Linked DNA regions of Mus musculus: region 2 is linked to region 1. The links are chromatin contacts, called in public HiChIP or PLAC-seq maps. All regions are on one chromosome and are shown on one strand. Each heading gives the region's core, a stretch centred on a gene start, on an enhancer-like site or on the middle of the called end of the contact. The rest is flanking DNA. Distances are from core to core; before and after follow the strand shown. Region 1 overlaps Gm31317 (a long non-coding RNA gene). Region 2 holds the start of Ormdl3 (ORM1-like 3 (S. cerevisiae)).

Region 1 (6,498 bases), core at 1,292-3,791:
ACTAGGAGCCTTTTCTTCCCTAGGACTGAGAAAGACAGCAGCGAAAACCTTCCTGTACTTCCAGAACAGTCGGCAACAGAACAGCCGGCAACAGAACAGTCGGCAACAGGTTCTCAGGGCTCTGGACGCCCTGCCCTTCCAACCGCCCTTCTTTGCTCTTCTCTAGGTCAAGGGCGTTTGTTGAGTCAAAACATCCATAGCTCTCTCAGGAGCACTAAGGGGCAGGGGTGGGGAGGCAGAAACTAATCAGTCTGGTCCATCTTCCCTTGTGTTGGTCCATCTTCCCTTGTGTGGGGGTGGGGTGGGGGGGAAGGAGAGGTTGGGGCCCCAGCAGTCCTGACTCTACCCTATAAAAGGTGAGCAGTTGCCAGGCAGTGGTGGCACACGCCTTTAATCCCAGCACTGGGAGGTAGAGGCAGGCGGATATCGAGGCCAGCCTGGTCTACAGAGTGAGTTCCAGGACAGCCAGGGCTACATAGAGAAAACATATCTAAAAAAAAAAAAAAAAAAAAAAAAAGCCAAGCAATCCAGAGGGGTTGGTTGACTGACATCTCTGGACCTCCAGCATTCCCATCTGTTAAGTGGGGACGTGCCTACAGGCACTGGTCTGGACCAGAGCGGCCACTTCCCTGCCTCTGTCTCACTTGCTTGAACCTAACCCCTTATACACCTATCACATTTTTTTCCCCCTGAGACACGGTCTTGGGTAACCCAGGTTGCCCTCTAACTTGCTATGTAACCGAGGTTGGCCTTCAATTTCTGATCGTTCTATCTCGATCTCTAAAGTACTGAGATTGCAAGAGAGTGTCCCCTCCCCCAACAGAGTTTTCTTCCCTTGAAACTCTGGTGGAAAGTCCTCCAGGGTTCACCATCCCTTCCCAGGGTGCAAGAAGTAGGCTGCCTAAGAGCTCAGGCCTTGGGCTCTGCAGCCTGGCTTTGAAACTTGAGCCGAGTCGCTTAACTTCACTGAGCCTCAGGTGACTCATCTGAGCAATGGGACAACAGGATCTGTGTCCTGTGGTTACTGCAATGTGTACAGCAAGGCAGTTAAGCTGAGCTGTTGGCACTTGGGGGACAGGGATGATTCTTAGACCCCAGGACAAAGTCAAAATTCCTAAGCAGGGCCTGTGGAGCGGAGCTGTCTGTGGGAGTCAAACAGTAGGAAGATCTACCCACTGTTACAGCAAAGCTGTGGGCATAATGAGTACGGGCCAGCTCATCTGCCCAAAGTTTTCTGCTGTCTACAGCAAGTCTGGTCCTTACAGGCCCTCTAGCCAGGGTTTCTGTGTGTGCCTTTGTATGTGGAATTCTTACTGCCTAGAATGTCCTTTTGCACCTTACCCACCTGGAAGCTCTCACTCATCAGTTCAGACCTAATTCAAGAGGGGGTTGTGGTACTTGGAAAATGAGGCAGGGGGATTGCTGTAAGTTTGAGGCTAGCCTAGGTTATGGAGTGACATCCTGTCTCAAGGTTACTTGAAGGGTGTGTTGCCCATGCTGGCGATCCCAGCACCTGGAAGGCTAAGGCCAGATGGCCAGGGCCTCAAAGTCATCAGATGCATAGCAAGTTTGAGGTCAGCCTAAGCTACATGAAACCCTATTTCAAACAAACAAAATTAAGGTAGGGGAAAGACCTAATCCAAGCCTCCTTGCCCTCTGCCAACTGCTAGCAACAGCAACAGGCCTTAGAGCCAGGCATTCTGAAGTGGAATCCAGCTCTGCCACTTCCTAATTGGGTGACCTTCATCTGGGTCTCAGTTTCTGAATCTGGAGAATGGGTATGTTGAGGAATAATATGTGTAAAGAGTTTGTTCCCACTGGGCACGGCAGCACATGCCTTTTAATCCTAACACTTGGAAGGGAGAGGCAAATGGATCTCTGTGAGTTTAAGGCCAGCCTGGTCTATAGAGTGAGTTCGAGGACAGCCAAGGTTACCCAGAGAAACCCTGTCTTGAAAAAAAATCTGTTTCCAGATTTGACACAGGAAACCACTAGTAAAAGGTAAGGGCCATAATTACTCTGCCTACTAGGCTGTGAGCTTCCCTGGGCCAGCACTGAGCTGACTCTCTTGGCTCTAGCCTGGACAGCCAGGGATGCTCTTTGCCAAGAGAGCCTCAAAGCACTAGGCAGCACCTTGAGCCCTGCTGGGAGCCATCCCATTCCATTCCGATGCCCTCCCCATTTTCCACAGAGGGAAACTGAGGCCCCAGGGCAAGCGTCTTTAGGTTCTAGTAAGCAATGAGTAGCAGAGCCAGGGTCCATCCTGTGCGCAGCTGACTACAATCAACTCTCTGGGCTCAGTTTCTTCATGTGAGAAATGGGTCGATAGTCACTCCATGGAGTAACATATTGACTGTTGGGAACAGCAAGACTGGGGGAGTGAGTGGGATAATGTTCTATTTAGGATAAAAACTTTCCTGGGGTTACAACTGAGGAACTGACCAGGGTCCCAATTTACCTCTCTCCCCAGGGTGCTTCTGGAGCCTGGGGCCAATTCAGAAAACCTTCCTTTCCCTGGGCCCTCTGCCAGCCCCTCCAACCCTTCCTCCAACCATCCACTGCAAGACAATGGTGGGCTGGCCCGGCCTTTGTGAGAGGGGTCAGGCCAGTTAATCTTGGGCTGGGTTAGGGAGGGGCATTTGGGGGCCAGGAAAGGAGTGGGGGCTGCCGGTGGGGGACACAGCAGCCGGCTGCTGAGAGTTGAGGGCATTGGAGGCAGGGGGCCGAAGAAGTAAAAGCTTGAAACAGGCTTTGGGGAGCGTTTCCTCCGAATGTAGATTTGAGCTCCTATTAAACTTGCCAAAAATTTGTGTTAGCTAATGGATTCTTAATTCTGTCTAAAATGAGAGAGGGAAAATTATGCCATTCATCTTGTATTGGTTTGAAATTACATCTGACACCTAATCGATCATACTGTGGAACATTAACTCTTTGGAAGAGACCCAACTTTTTCTCTCCCTCGCTTTCCAGGGCTCGGGAGCCTCCCCCACCTCTGATTCCTTCTTTTGTATTTCATTAACTTAGCAAAGCTCTGGCTGTCTCTCGGGTGAGGGGTGGAGGCTGGGGAGGGTTCTTTTAAATCAGGGGAGGTAATCAGCACCCCAATCTTTTGCCCCCAAAGAGCCACCACTTTCAACCTTCAAGTGACCTCCACTCTGGCCCGGCTTTTCCCATGCACTTTGAGTCGACATGGCGATGCAGAATTAAAGGCGCTAAAGGCACGCGCGGGGGTGGGTGGGTGGTGACCTCAGAACCACCTTGGGTGCACGGGGGAGAGGTGGGGAGCCAGGCAAAGATAAGCTTGCACCTGGGGCTGGGGCAGGGGCCGTGGCAGGGGGCTCACCCGCGACTGGCCTGGCAGATGGGTGAGGAGGAGAGGGCAGATGACAATGGATTTGCCCGAGGATCCCCAGGAGCTCGAACTGAAAACCCCAACCCCAGACCTTCTTTTCCAGGAGGAGGACTTTCTGGCAGCAAGGAGAAGCCACTGGAGGCCGCCAGGCCTGGGCTAGGCTCCTGGCTGTACTTCTGACAAGCTGTGTGACCTTGGGCAGATTACATAAGGCTCAGAGTCTCGGTTTCCTTCTCTGTCAGGGCAGAGTGGAGACTGTAACACCTCGGCCCAGGGCTGGGGCGGGCCTGGATGGCACAATCCAGTTTAAACTGGGGTAGAGCCCATCACCTGGTGCATAGTAGGTATTCAGGAAAGGTGACAGAGGGCCAGATCACTGGCCCCGCCCCCTGCTTCTTCTGCTTCCTGCTCTTCCTTATTCCAGGCTGTCTGATCCGCACTCTCAGCTCCTTCACTTAGCTCCTCCATCTTTCTCTGCCACTGCCAAGGGCAGATCAAGGTCAGGAGCCCCAAGGTCAAACAGGCCAGGAGGGCTAAGTGGTACCTGAAGGAGGCTGGGGCCCAGGGGCTCCTTTCCCTGCTCCCTCAGGGTTCTCTCCTGCCTGAGGAGCTCCCTCAGAACCTGCCACCATGCTGAGGAGGGATGGGAGGGGGGTGTCCCAGGGAAAAGGAAGGTGAGTCCAGCAGGAAGGAAGGAAGGAACTCTCCATTTGGATCAAAGCCTCTTGCTTTTACTTAAACGCTTCTGATTCTGTCTGTGGATTCCTGGTTTCTGTTCCCAGTCTAAGAGGGGTGGATTGGATCCCTCCGGTGTTTCCATAGACCTGCAATGGCCCAGATTCCACCCCAGCAAGGGGGAGAGAGAGAAGGGGAGAGAGAGAGGAGAGAGAGAGAAGGTGAGGGAGGGGGCAAGAATTTCAAGGATTTCTTCCTTAACTTAGCTTTGGACACCAGGGACGTGTGGGGACACTCCAGCTCCCCAGAAAGCTGGGTCAATGAAGGACCATAGCAGGCAGCTGGCCTTTGCACTAAACAGCAAGGAGTGCCTGATGCCCCTTTTGCAAAACTTCAGGTAACCTCTGGACCCTCTCAGAGTAAACATTACTCTCAAAAAGCAGGAATTAATCACATGAACGCATGTGCAGATGAAGGGCCAGGCTGGTTTAAGCAACTGGTTGTTAACCTCTGGATAGCTGTCCCAGGGGCAGAAATGAATGGCTTAGAATGCCCCCAATGAAGGCTTGAATGCCCCCACTGAAGGAGCCACAGTGCAGGAACTCCTGGTGGCAAATCTTCTCTGGCACCCTCATTTTGAAAAGTTGGCAGCCAAGACTCAGCAAGGGGCTAAAACAGGCCAGGGCCACCCAGAGAGGTAAAAAGGAGAGTACCTGGGCCTCCAACCCTCAGCCCAGGGCTCTTCTCCACCTGGATCAGGAATCTACAGGAACATTTTTCTAGATGACATTCAAGTCTCAGGAGCTCAGAGCATATGAGGACTAGATTTGGGGAAGCAGTGTGAGAGCTTCCAAGAGGCTCCCCTGAGGAGAGTGAAGGGCAGAGGGCACAGGGAGCCTAGCTCCCTCCCCCCCTCCCCCGCCCCCAACACTGACACAAACACACTAAGGCAGGAATTTTACTGTCAAATGTCCTTTCTATGGGGAGTTCACTGTTTCCCAGGAGATGTCTGATGAAGCCCCTTCCTGCCAGCCTCCCTGGCAGCCACTAGGCGGCCATGGCTTCCTCTTCTGCCTGGAGACTCCACATGGAGGGGTTCACACGGTTTGTATTCTTAGTGCTCAGGGCTGGCGGCACTGAGAATGGAGCAGAAGAGCAAGGATCAGCCAGGCTGGTTGGGGAGACTGAGGCAGCTGTATACGGGGTACATTGGCCAAGGCTCCAGTACAGGTTGGCAGGCCTAGCTAGACACACATGCTGAATTACCTCTTGATTACCAGGTATGTGTGAGGGTATCATTCACTCCCCCCCATGGTGATGTTTTTACTGTGTTTTTTTTTTGCCTTGGACATAAAAATATGTGATTGTTATAAAAATAGGCAATCCCAATAAAAACAGAGAACAAGAGCCACAGCCTCAGATTTTATGATCGCCCCCTCCCCCGAGTGAATCTACGTCAAGAGTGTGTTCAGAAGGAAAAGCGTCCTGATATTGTAGAATCTGGGAGATCCTGCTACAGCAGATCCCTCTGTACCAGAAGAGAGACTCAGAGTGGCACTCTTCCTGCCCCACCCCCATGGGTGTCCATTCTCACACTGTCACCTACTGGTCCAGTAAATGTGGATCGGAAAAGGAATGAATGGATTCACAGAAGAGACAGATCTAGACAGAGGCATCAAAACTGCAGCGGTGACTTCAAGTGTGTTCAACAACACCAGTCACAGCTCTGGAAGAAATGGCCTCAAGCGCTCCAACAATTGCCCCTTTCCCAGGATGTGGTTGCGAGTTACTCCGAGGGTCCCATATAGAAGATTTACCAGGTCCTTAGATGGGACCCTAGTGGGGAGACTGTTAGGGCTGGGGACAGGAGTGGTGAGAGAGCCCGTGTAAACTGACACTAAATATGTCCTCCCAGCGCGCGTACACACACACACACACACACACACACACACACGCGAACAGAGGTGAGGGGGCAGCCTTTCTTTCTACTCTGACCAGGGGAGCAGCATTGGCTACAAGGTCCAGGTCATCTCAGCTGAAGGAATTAAAGCTGTGGAGGAGACTCACCTCCCTCAAGTGATCCACCCCAAATAGCACAGGGATGGAGGCCAGCCCCACAGCGTCCTTTCTTGTTTCTGGTGAACTTGGCTAGGGCCCTGCTGCCAACATGTAAATTATGTAACCATTGATGCTGGGAGATAATAATTCTACTGTATAGACAAACCACGGCCAAGAAAGCAAGTTACTTGCCCGGGTCACAGGCCAAGTGGCAGAATGAAGACACTCCACCTTCAGGCCTGATCTCCAGATTTCAGCCCTTGACTGGGGATCGTGGGGGGTGGGGGGTGGGTACCCGATTCTGAGGACGGGTCCTCCTGCTTAAAGCTCCTGCAGTTTCTGGGCAGACCGTACCCATGACTTGTCACTTGAGAAGTATACTTGGATGCCCAGGAGACCCCGCTTCTCAGAGA
Region 2 (6,498 bases), core at 2,725-5,224, 290 kb before region 1:
CCCAGCACCAGATGGGATCACTCCAAGGCTGGAGAACGTGTGCAGGCTGCTCCGCCAACCGAGCAGCCTGCACTGGACAGGCGGAGCTTGTGATATTTAAAAAAGACACATTTGATAAAATATTTAAAAGTTCTATCACATTACATAGAGGTTGAAACTGGAGAATGAAAAAGATCATCCCGAGTAGTCCATCACCCGAATATAAGGTCTCTCTTTTCTTTCGCTGACTTCCCGTTGCCTAGTAAAGACGTCAGTATTCCAACCTGGAATGGACCAATAGCAGACAACCCACACTGGGTACTTAACCATGTGCCAGGGCTGCTCCAAGTACTTTACACTTATCGACCCCATCGATCTTTGCAAATGAGGTTATTGTGATCATTACCATCTCCATTTAGAAATGAGGTCACTGAAGTACAGAGCGGGTCAGTGACTTAAGGTCACACAGCCAAGGGAGCAGAGACAGCTGGTGGCCAAGGGAGCAGCGAGCTAAGCCCGATGCCAGGGTTTATTAGCGCCACTCCAGTGTTGCTTTGTGTGTGCACGGATTCAGACTCAGGTTTGCAAAATCCTTTTTATTATGAGCAATTTTAAATGCCAACAAAGTAGAGAAAGTAATACGAGGGGTCTTGTGTCTCAATCTCCCAGGCTTAATAATTATCACTGCACACAGTTTAATAATTATCACTGCACACGGTTTAATAATTATCAGTTTATAGCTGTTTATTTTCCCATGTCCCCAGTCCAAATTATTTTGTAGTAAATCCAGGTATTGTATCATCCATTCACAAATAGTTTAGAATATAATATATCTATCTCTGCTTTCTTTCTTTCTTTGTATATTTAATTTAATTAATTTATTTATTTAGAAACAGGGTTTCTCTAGATAGGGTCTCTCTACTTAGCCCTGGCTGTCATGGAACTCACCATGTAGACCAGGCTGGACTTAAACTCACAGAGATCCACCTGCTTATGTTTCTACTCATGAGTGATAACTTATTTCTCCGCTGCCGCCGGTGAAATGAGGCATTTAAGCCAGATTAGATTATATTAAAGGCAGGTTTATTGGGAAGCTGCACTTGGACGGGTAAGTTTATTGGCCTCAAGGACCCAGGCCTGGGAAGTCACCTGGGGCGGGGCGGGGGGGGGGTGGCTAGTGGGGGGAGGCGGGGAGGTTGGGGACAGGGAGAGAAAAGAAAAGGGTGAGCTCATGCCCAGAGTGAAGAGAAGAGGAGAAGAGAAAAGAGGAAGAGGGGGAGAGGGGGGGAAGGGAGGGAGAGAGGCAGGGCAGGGGGAGAGATCTAGTGAGCAAAATGTCTGGATTATATAGGGAGGACTCTCTGGGGGAAGGGCAGCCAAGCTCTGGGCTAGAAAGCTCAGTGTATGCCAGGTAGGGATAGAGGGATGCTGGGAGAACCTGAAGGCCAGCTCTGCTTTGGTAAAATAGGCACCTCAGTCCCTTTCCCAGGATCCGAAACCTGAAACCTGAGTGTTGGGACCATAGGCATGGACCCTATGCCTGGCTCTTGAGTTTCAAATAGTCTTGCTATGTAGCCCAGGCTGTCCTAGGACTGACTCACTGTGCTACCCAGGTTGACTTCCAATTTTTGAGTGCCCGACCTCTGCTTCCTAGAACGCACCTGTGCCCCTTGACCTAGGTTTTGCTGACGACATCCCTGAGAAACTCGAAGTCTCTATCCTTATCTTTTCATATCATCCGGCAGCTGTTTTCCCATGATGCCACAGTTTCTACAGCCATAAGTGGTTTCGTATTTTTCTGCCCAGTGTGGATAGAGCATTCCCTTTTTTCTTGGGCACTTACATGGCTCTCAGGATTTCACTGCTAGAGACATTGCTGGGATACACAACCTCTCACACGGAGCCGTGTGCTGTAAATGGGTTTGCTTTCTTAGATGTGGATACAGTCATGCCTTCAGGGCATGGACAATTTAGTTCCTTGGCACACGGTGTCAATCTTTTGTCCCAGGGATTGCGTGTTCCCCGGTGCCTTGTGCTTTCACTCTTCCTGAACAGTGCTCAGGCGTCACAGCTAGAGGAAGACTTGGTTGTCTTGAGGCAATGAATTAGAGGAGATGGTGACAGGGACTCGAGTTAACTCGAGTGGAATGTGATCCATAACTTACCACAAGGCAGAAAGAACCAGAACTTTGTTCATTCCCATTGTGGAAGAAAAAAAAAAAAAACAACTTGATAACAGGAGCTATTAATAGGCCATGACATAGCCAGTGACCTTGCCAATGGAGTCTGCATTAGTCAGAGTGCCTTGTTGAGATGTAGACCCTGTCTGGTCCCTGAACTTCACAGAGATGGGAGAAAACTGGCAAAGATCCAGAGCTCAACCAACTTGATGGACAATGGAAGAATTCCAGGAAAAAAAAAAAAAAATCAAAGGAATCCGGCAAGTTCATTTTGGAAAAAAAACAAAACAAAACTCAAAAACAAAAACACCCCCCCCCCCATTGTTTTGGCTCTAAGGCTGAGCAGGAGGGAATAGGGGGTGGAGGTGCGGTGTGGGAGTGTGGAAGTGTGGGGGTGTCTCTGTGAGGCTTCTTCAGTCTCACAGAGGCTGAAGGACGGTTAGTTAGATGTTCGGATCTGAAGGGCCCCTGCCTCTGGAATACTTGAGAAGCTGCCCATTTTTACTTCTCAGGGTAAGTCAGATAGATATACACTCACTCCTGGCTTCCAGGGCTCCGCCTCCGGCCGGAGACAGCTATTCCTCCCCGCCCCCACCCCCTCTGGCAGCTCCCTGATGATGGGCGGGTCTAAGGAAAAAGCTCCCCAGGTTGTCCGGGCAGGCCTTCTCCTTCCAGTCCTCGCATGTTCAGTCCGTCGCGCATATACAGCCAGCCAGGCTGGCATCTGTTACGTCATCTATTCCTGTCATTCCAGCCTTGCCAGGGTTTATGGGCACGAGACTGAGAAGGTGGGCGGGGGAAGTAGAAACAACTAAAAGGAGGCCCTCTATTGTTGACGTGGAAAGTGGGAGTGACCTAGGAGAGCCAAAGAACACTCTAGTTGCGTTCCTACAAGATAAGAAGTGCTTTGTATGACATTCTTTTGAAATATCAAAGCAACCTTGGGAGTAAGTTTTGACAGCTGTAAAACTGAGATTAAGACAAGTCATTTGTCCAGGCTTACTCTGCCAATAAAGATGTACATACACTATATGTACCTAGCAATAAAGTCTGTGCCCTTCTTTTCAGAGCTTCCAGACATGAAAGTTGCAGAAATGAGGCTCCCTACCTAAAGCTACACGTATTAACCTCAGACAGAAGCTCAAAGCTCCTCACGTTAGTAAGGTCTCGTCCTATGACATAAATCCTATTTTATACCTGATGTAGGGAGGAGATCCAGGAGTGGCCAGACCTACACCAGCAAGGATTAAGCATAAAGACTAGGTGGGCCAAAGATGCCCACAGGCTCCTGTCTCTACCCTGAACACATGTACCCAACTAAAGTCCTGAAAAATGTAATCCCGGGAGTGAATGGGGCTCCTTCGGGGCAAAGGGTAGTGTTTCTCGGCTTCTGGAGATAATCCGGGGCCCAGGCAGCGACGGTTAGGAAAAAACCAAACCAAAACAACCTCTGCATTTAGGGTCAGGCTATCTTAGCAGGGCCTTAATGCAGGTTACTTAAAACTCTTAAGTCTTCGACTACAAGATGGGACATGGACAAACCGCTTGTGCAACACGTGAAGGGCGCAGATGCAAAAGCTACAATTGTTAACGCACCAAAGAGACAGCATCTGATCTCACTATTGCGTCAGGGTGGGACGTTCTGCGGGGTGCCAAAGCTCGCGGTGGGATCAAAAGCTAGACCAGGGAAAAGCCTACAACTCCCAGGAGGCGCCGGGCGGGCCGGTGAGGAGGCAGCCTAGAAACTACACTTCCCAAGAGGCACAACGTGATAGGCGCGTGGTAGTGACGTCACCGCCCCGGCTCGGGGAGCTGATTCGGCCAGAGCTGCCAGCGGGGTAGCCACCGCCGCTGGTTTGTTACAGCTGCTGGAGCGGCCGCGGCCCGGGTTCTCGGGCTCTCTCCCGGGCCCTCGACCTCCAACCCCGCGCGGTGAGTCCAGACGGGTGGCATCGGAGTGGTGAAGCCCGAAGGCTCCACGGGTTGGAGAGCCGGGAGAGAAGGCTGCTGCTGGGGAGGCGTCCGCGCAGGAGGAGACCTGAGCTGGGTGGCTGGGGGTGGAGAGTGCGTGCATCAGGCGAAGGAGTGCCAAAAGAGGAAAGTGGGAGCAGGGGGCCGGGGGTGATAATCCGGGAGGAGCGCTGCAGCTGGGGGTGGGAGGCGGGGAACGGCTGGACTTAAGGGATAAAGGTTTGGCTGCCTCCAGGGTTGAGTGAATGCGTGGAGATGGGGGTTGGGCCCCGAACCCGGCCAGACTGCTAGTGCGAGGTACCAGGCTGCAGAGCAGAAGCGGGAGGCCCCGTGGAAGGAGTTCTCATACACATACTCCCAAGATATCGAGGACACCGTTCCCTCGCTCCTGACTCGTGGAGGCTTGCTTTTTTTTCCACACCCACTTTCCTGAGTCCAGGAGTCGGGCTGGCGAGGACAACCGTGGTTCTGCAGATTGAGGGTGGGCCGAGTGGAAGCGACATTGTGTGTTGCATGAACTCCCTCTTGGGATCCCTTGGGAACAGGTTTGCTGTATAAAGGGCAAGTCTTAAACTGGGGAGGGATTTGGGAAGTGCTTACCGGATGGTTAACGCCGCGGGGAGGGGGGGAAGGCGGGAGGGAGGAGATGGGGGTGGTAATCTGGTCTTGGCATGAGTGTCTGACAGACTGGCTTGGGCCTGCATGGAAAAGAGGCAAAGAGCTATACCATAGCCAAAAGTTTAAAAAAAAAAAAAGTGGTTAACAGGACGGAGTTGCTTCAGGCTCTGATTTGAGGCAGATTATGAAATCACACCAGCTACCTGCCAGTTGTGGTAGCAGTTTTCAGTCTGGTCACCCCAGACCTTTCTGCCCCTGCCAGTCTCCTATTTCTTCACTTCTGGGAGAAAGGTCAGTTGTGTCCTAATGGAAATACACAAAGCCACAGGAAAGTCTCAGGAGTACTTTTGGGAGGATGGTGAAAGAGGGTGCAGCAGTCTCCTGAAGTTCCTAACCTGCTTTAAAAGACAACTAGCACTTAGGCTTTAGGAAGACAGTTCCCGTGGGGTCACCTAGGCTCTCTTAGATGCCCTGTTAGAGCCAGAAAGGAGTGGAGGGTCTTGCAGTCCTGGGATCCAGCCAGAGGTTTGGCACTACTGAACCGCAGTGTGAGGGAGTTGTGTCTATAGCTGTGCCACTGTAGGGCTGTGTAATGGAGAAGGACAGCAGTTTCTGCCGAGACTTGGGAAACTTTTCCTCACCTTAATGATCTTTCAGAGACTTTAGCTCTCAGTCCCTGCCCTCCCATGGAGGCTGTTACATAGTAGATGTCCCAGGGGTGGGCTCTGTTAAGGGCCCTAAGGCCTGAGGAAGGTAAACAACTGGTGTTCTAGTTCCTTGGGTTTCTGTTGGGACCAGTTATCTGTCTTAATGAGCCAGGAGTTTGGTCCCTGGCGTATGTCCACCTGCATGCACCCTAGGCCAACTCAGGGGTATGTTTGTTGGGAAACTGTTGTGGGTCCTATCTCCCGAGGTATTTGAGAAGAGGAAACTTGCTTCCATTATCCTTAAGTAATGAACTTATCTGAGTGAATGCTAGCTCCTGTGGAGGAGGCTTGGCCAGAATCCTAGCTGGGTGAGATAGCATCTGAGTCTGGGGGTGAGGTGACTACAGCAGGGTGAGGGAGCTGGGCTGGCACTTCCAGACTCTCTCCATTGTTCCTTCTTTCTGTGCACCTTGCTGTTAGCCTCAGTAATGTGTCTTTCCCAGGCTCGACACTAAAGTGGGAGAGGGTAAGCCAGTACATGGATGCCTCCCATTTCCACTTTCTGCTGGTCAGCAAGTGGGCCCTCAGGAATCTGGGGACAGCCATGCTCCCCTCTGGCCACTGTGGGCTACTACTGTTGTATTCTGGGCATGAAGGGTAGCCTTTTTCAGTTCCTTGTGTAGAGCTTCTACCACTGGGGCTGGGCAAGAAAGGGGTGTTGTCACCTCACACCCACAGACAGATGCTGGGAAGGGAGCGAGGTCAGGTGAGGCCGAGAAGAGAGGCGGTAGGAGGGAGGCCACAGGTAGTTTTGTGTCCTTGGGAGGGGAAGGTTGGTACAGGTACCACATCCTACCCGTGCACATCCTACCCGTGTTGATGTCAGCTGTGTGCTCTGGTCATGTCCTCCTCTCTCCCTGGTGGGCTGAAGGGCTTGGGTGGTTTGGCATCTAGTGGTGGCACCCCAAGAGAGTCAGCCTCAGCAGCTGCCAAGTGGACAAAATGTCCTAATGGATGGGTCATTTGATGTGGCAGTGTTTGTAGGACTGAGGGAAGGCTGTCCCTGGCCTGCTGTTGCCTCTGCCCTCTTCTCCCTTCCTTGT

Evidence for each region. HiChIP or PLAC-seq counts read pairs in DNA pulled down with a chosen protein or histone mark.
Region 2: an H3K27ac HiChIP or PLAC-seq map of embryonic stem cells shows a contact between it and region 1, with 3 times the contacts expected there. The contact joins the promoter of Ormdl3 here to the enhancer-like site in region 1. A contact is called at or near these places in 3 of 39 promoter capture datasets (embryonic stem cells, liver and pre-B cells), 2 of 484 Hi-C or Micro-C datasets (liver and nephron progenitors), 10 of 115 datasets of contacts at active chromatin or transcription factors (the 230-238 cell line, the NIH/3T3 cell line, T-cell acute lymphoblastic leukemia and 4 more) and 1 of 9 other capture datasets (liver).

The regions. Positions count from the first base shown.
Region 1 is chr11:98,295,089-98,301,586 of GRCm38.p6, reverse strand. It overlaps Gm31317 (a long non-coding RNA gene), which reads left to right. Exons shown (of 3, transcript XR_389006.2): 3 at 2,471-2,719. Gm31194 (a long non-coding RNA gene) reads right to left here. Exons shown (of 2, transcript XR_389003.3): 1 at 6,095-6,498; 2 at 4,972-5,163. Among named protein-coding and RNA genes, the nearest start is that of Gm31194, 3.7 kb to the right of the region's middle. Within about 2 kb of position 2,541, at least 18 of the 459 cell types and tissues checked have an H3K27ac peak or open chromatin away from gene starts, as enhancers often do. A contact at or near this core is called in embryonic stem cells and liver, where this site is marked.
Region 2 is chr11:98,584,721-98,591,218 of GRCm38.p6, reverse strand. It overlaps Ormdl3 (ORM1-like 3 (S. cerevisiae)), which reads left to right and starts at 3,974. Exons shown (of 4, transcript NM_025661.4): 1 at 3,974-4,091.